2 separate regions of the Mus musculus genome follow, and region 1 is linked to region 2. Evidence: chromatin contacts called from public Hi-C data. All regions are on one chromosome and are shown on one strand. The core of a region is the stretch at or near the end of the contact, and the rest is flanking DNA. Distances in the headings are between cores, read along the strand shown. Region 1 has its middle 8.0 kb from the start of Gm51888. Region 2 has its middle 8.8 kb from the start of Gm39674.

Region 1 (2,739 bases), core at 70-2,569, 360 kb before region 2:
TGTCCTGTGGCCTCAGGGTTTCTCAGCTCTTGAGTGACTTAACTGGGTGGGCTGCCACTCTTGAAGTCCTTATGGGTGGGGCCATGCTGGACAGGACAGAGGTTCTGGGAGACCCCAAAGGCTCTGCTTCTATGCCTTGGTGGGATGAAACAGGTGAGTTTTCCCTTCACACACCACCCCACTACATGGCAATTTCCTGATTGAATTTAAGGGCTTTGGTTTTATATCACAAATGGAGTTAAAGATGGGCAGTGGTGGCACATGCCTTTAATCCCAGCATTTAGGAGGTGGAGGCAGGTAGACCTCTGAGTTCAAGGTCTGCAGAGTGAGTTCCAGGACAGCCAGGGCTACACAGAGAAACAATTGGAGTTTAAAAATAATAAAACAAAACAGATCCACCCCCACCCCACCCCCAGATATGACTCTGAAGACTGATTAGAGCAGAGAGGACAACCGTGCTCCTTTAAATGACTGTAGAAGAACCCACACTATGGAAATACAAGTTTTATTTAGTGAGCCTGTGTGGATTTATAGTGCATTGTTTCTATGGCCACCGTTTTCTGATGCTATTACAGAGAATATCCCATGTGAGCACCGTGTATATATTGGAACCTTTACAGTGTGAGATACTTATACCAAGTTTAGATATTTCACCTTATTTAGAAAAGTGTCATTAGAGCCAGGAATGTGACACATACCTTTAATCCCAGCACTCAGGATGCAGAGGGCGGCAGAGCTCTGTGAGTTTGAGGCCAGCCTGGTCTCCATAGTTCCAGACCAGCCAAGGTTACATAGTGAGACTCTGTCTCAAAAAATAAGTGTCATTAGCTGGGCAAGGTGGTGTCTTAGTAATCTCATCATTCCAGAGGCTGAGGCAGGAGAATAGGGTTCCCAGGCAGCCTGTATCTTACCTTTACCATAATTCCCACGCTGTAAGTGATTTTACCTGGACCTGCAGGAGGGAATTGTCAAGGCTGGCTGACTTGTAGAGAATAGCTGAAGCAGGAATTGAACCCAAGGCCTATCCTCTCCCAATGCTAATAAATAGGTGCACAGTGGTCTAGATTGGTGGCAGCTACTGTTGCCATGGCAACGAATGGGTTTGGAGAAGCCAGCCATGCTGTATGGGTGTGTTTCCATCCTCAAAGGCTCCTCACTAGCTCAGTCTCATACCCTAGTGCCCACCACTGACTTGCTGAGAGCAACCTCTGTCCCCGGGGGCAGTAAACTGCCCGAGCGAGCGACAAATCAGTCTGCAGTCAAGGTTACCAAATAAAACAAACTGTCAAGCAGATGGCTCATGCTGCCCCATTCCAGAGCTATCAGGATGCAGCTGCAGAGGGGAAGCAGCCGAGAACACAGTCCCCACTATGAACACTAATAGCTCAGGCTTGCTCGGAAGTCTTTATTTAGAAGGAGAAAACCAAGGCTGATCTTGGGGGTTCTGTTCCATTTCTTTTTCCCTCTGAAGTTGGGAAGAGGATTCCTCTTTCCTCTGGGCTTAAGGGCAGGATTTAAATGGAGAGGGAAAGGTTCAGCCCGAGTTCAGCATTAATTGGCCAGCAGAGGGTGAATAATGATCTCCTTTGCACTCAGCAGGCAGGGCATGCCAGCCTTCCTTGAACCGTTCATGAATTCGCTGAAGTCCACAGTGACTTCTGCCACAATTCCTCCTCCTTTTCATGGGTGACAAGCCTCGCCTTGCCACTGTTTCTTAGAACACAGACCCCTGAGTGTTCCGGAAGGGCAGAAGCCATTCTGCATTCCTCCCCAGGCCTCGGACAAGGCCAAAGACAGAGTAGGAACTCCGTAATGGCTCAGGAACGGAGGCTACAGTTGCTGGTTGCTTTTTGGGGATGTTTTGAAACAAATTTCCCAGTGTGACCCAAGTTGGTCACTACCTTGCTGTGTAGCCAGAGATGAACACTTGATCTTTCTGCCACTACCTCCAAATTCTTGCCTGGCTTCATTTATTGCTTTCATGTGTTACATGTTACAGTGCACCTCTAGACTCTTGTCAGCTCCTTGTAGGCACCCCAGGTTCAAGAACTTTGAGAAATAAATTGGGGCAACAGACATGTCTATGTCATTCTGTCATAGCAGTGAAGCTGACTGAGGCAAGGATGGAGGAGGTGTGTAGCTACTCCCCTGGGAAGGGGAGAGCCAGGATTCTAAGTCAGGAGGTCCATTTAGATTATTCTGGATCTGGCTTTGACTACCTGGCAGGGAAACTGAGCAAGTCACAGAACCTCTCCAAAGTGCAGGTTTCTTGCCTCTGGTGTGGAGGGGAGGCCAGCAGATCTAAATACAACTTACAACCTGGTCAGGTTGTACAAACCTAGCTTGGTCCTGCCTCACATTAAGTCCTGGAGAACTGACAGTGGTTGTTACTCTCATTATACATCCTGGTGAATGTAGCCTTTCAGTTGGACACTGAAGGGTCCCCCAGGCCATGAGATTTGTCTGTCTGACTTACATCAGCTTTCAGCATCTCCTGATCCCCAAACTCATCCCAACCTGATCTCTCACAGCCTTGGGAGGATGCCAAACACACCCACTCTCCCACAGTGTTTTCACGAGTCTGAGCCTTGAGAAGTCTTTCCTCCCAAGTATGTGCTTGAACGGTGAGAGCTGGGTTGTTAGATGCAGAAAACTAGGGGGATGGGTCTAGAAGGATGGGGAGACTGTCCACACAAAGGAGGGGGGGAGGGGGACATGGAGGGAAGGAGGAAAGGAAGG
Region 2 (2,700 bases), core at 91-2,590:
AGCTTGGGAGGCAGCAACAATTACTACCAAAATACGCGTCTTCTGGCCTCCCACCCCCACCCGTGCACACACTGGTTATTCTTATGCTGAAGATGAAGGGTCCCTAGCTGCTTTTCAGAACTGGGGCACATCTGATAGAGACATTCTGAGTTTGGGTTGTCACATTCTTGCCTGAGAAAGAGTTCAGCAACTTCACTTCCCCTGCGAGCGGGGCCTTGAATTTGACTTTACAAGTTTCTGGCAGGCATGGTTAAGGTGGAGCAGCTAAATGTCCTATGCAGTACTTGAGACTTACTTACTCCTTAAAAATTACTTGTTATTTATCTGAAATTGAGCATTTAATATTTTCATTTGTTTAAATCTAACAAGCTGGAGGTCCAGGCAGGAAGCGGGAACTCACTTGCATGGGTCTGAGCAGCTGGCATCGAGAGTAAAATGCTCTTCTTTTGCTCCATTGAGAGTCTTGTTTGCTTACCGTGAAAAATTGGATTCTGCGGGAAGCCTCAGTGGGAGATGCTTCTGAAAGTTCCAGAAAGTCTTGGGCTCTTGGGGCCTACCCAATCTACTTGGGAAAGGCTCTTCTGGAATCTATTTGATGAGTTTAAACTCCAGGCCATAGAGTTCAGGCTTCAAGACACCTCTTTGTTATAATCCCATTTGAAGCCCTAGTGAATCTGTAAGCCTGAGAAATCATTATTATCATGGGGTTGCAAACCGTGTGGGACTTGGAAGCACCCAAACCTGGGCAGAGGAAGCCCCTCCTCCTTTAGGGAGACTGACAGTTTATCTGGTTACTGAACACCTGCCATATACCCAGTCACACTGAGCATACTTCACCCTTACACCAACATCCTGGGCCAGGCCGCACAATGAGTTCTCTACAAAGGAGGCAAGAAGGCTCAGAGAGGTGGGCTCACTCCTTTGAGGTCATTCAGCTAAGAAATGGCAACAAAAGGATTTGAGCCGCTAGTTGAGTTTCTCTCTGCTGTCAGGGTGGCAGGCAAGACTGTGAGGCCCTGGGGCTGGTGGGAAAGAGAAAGTCAGCTCTCTTCAGCCTATGCACTTCAGAAAGGGACTGTCCCCTCAGGGAAGGCTGGGACCCCATCCAGAGCAGGAACAAAAATTTTAGAATTCTGTTCCATGCCTAAAAATAGCATCAAGCACCAATTTCATGCCAGGCATGGTTGCTAAGAGACCTTCCAGACGTCATCCCGTTTACCCTTAGAGCTGCAGGTGACGTCTATTGTATTATAGGTTTTTTAGCAAATGAGAGGACTGTGTCAAAGACACCAAGTGGAGGACCCAAGGCCACCTAGTGCTCAAACAGGATGAGGCCTTCCACACAGGCTGAAGGGGAGGAGGGAGGCACACAGGAAGTTGTGACTAGGAGCCTGCTCGGGCAGAGCATGAGTGTTCTCATTTCCTCCTGCTATTGTCACAAATTAGTACAAGCCCGGTGTCTTAGCAACACAGATTCATTATCTTCCAGGTTGGAAGGTTGGAAATCCACAATTGATTCCCCTGAGAAAAGGTCAAGGGGCCAGCAGGGCTACGCTGCTTCCTCCGTGCAGGAGATGATTCAGGAACCCATCTGGATCCTCCATCTGCTCTGGACCCAGAGAAAACCTTTTTATCAACAGCTGGAGCTGGTGTTAGTTGAGGCAAGGCTCTTTCAGCCTCTACACCTACAACTGAATCCCTTCTTCCTCATTCCACCTCCGCACACTGGAGGACTTGGGCTCAGCCTGGGGCCATTGTCGCTTCCCCAGCTTTATTACCTACCACCCCTGCGTGTTCACAGGGCCAGATGCACAGACTTAAATTCTATTGATGTCAATGTTTGACTCATTTGACAGCACGATGGATTATTTAGGGAGCTTTAAAATGTCCTGATGTCATCAAACCCGAGTGACTCCATCAGACTCCAGGGAATCCAAAATTTAAACGTAGATTTGTGTGACCAGAACCGCACTGGGGATACAACACAGTTCCAGCTCCCTAAAGTCTCTCGAGCTGGAGATGTGGCTTGGGAGCTTAGCATACTCCGTGCACTGCTTTAGAGAACAAGGCTCAGCTCTGCTTCCCTGGCTGGGCCTGCTCCCATGTTTTCAAAGGAGAAAAAAAGGAAGCCTGAAAAGTCCCTGCTAGAAGAGAAGACTGCAGCTGCCAGTCGGCTGCTCTGCAGAGCACACAGAGATCTTTCTCTCATTGTTTCCCCAGTAAGAACTGGACAAAGCTGTCTGAAGGAAGCCCTGAGTCGAGGAACCCCCTCTTCTTCACTGCACAGCATGGCTGCTAATTTCATGGCCATAACTAGAGGTCAAGGAAAGGTGGTGATGTAGGCAGAAAAGAGAGGGATGGGAGGGAGTCTCAAACTCCAGAATCTTAGCTGAGGATGATATACATCAAGCGGTGTGGGAGGGGGGCTTGAGGTGGCATAGAATTCCATATAAGCTTGTTCATGCCCAGGTGAGCCAGTCCTCAGAGGGGCTGGGGTCACGTTTTATGTGGTGATGTTTGTATACTTAGTTCCTCCTGTGTGTCAGCACCTTACTCCATCTCTGTCTTTACCATATCCCAGAGAGTAGCTAACCTTAATGGTTCTTTTGTACTTATAGAAAAAGTGTTCAGAAAGAGTAAGAAACATAGCCTGGGACGTGCAGAATAAGGGGATGCCACGGCTGAGATTTGGCTACAGAG

What was found. Hi-C and Micro-C count contacts between places; a contact is called where the count stands out from the background.
Region 1: a Hi-C map of cortical neurons shows a contact between it and region 2, with 7 times the contacts expected there. The contact joins two enhancer-like sites. A contact is called at or near these places in 1 of 484 Hi-C or Micro-C datasets (cortical neurons) and 2 of 115 datasets of contacts at active chromatin or transcription factors (embryonic stem cells and regulatory T cell precursor).

Annotation. Positions count from the first base shown.
Region 1 is chr11:32,117,926-32,120,664 of GRCm38.p6, reverse strand. No RefSeq gene overlaps it. Among named protein-coding and RNA genes, the nearest start is that of Gm51888, 8.0 kb to the left of the region's middle. Within about 2 kb of position 1,319, at least 95 of the 459 cell types and tissues checked have an H3K27ac peak or open chromatin away from gene starts, as enhancers often do. A contact at or near this core is called in cortical neurons, where this site is marked.
Region 2 is chr11:31,758,726-31,761,425 of GRCm38.p6, reverse strand. No RefSeq gene overlaps it. Among named protein-coding and RNA genes, the nearest start is that of Gm39674, 8.8 kb to the right of the region's middle. Within about 2 kb of position 1,340, at least 74 of the 459 cell types and tissues checked have an H3K27ac peak or open chromatin away from gene starts, as enhancers often do. A contact at or near this core is called in cortical neurons, where this site is marked.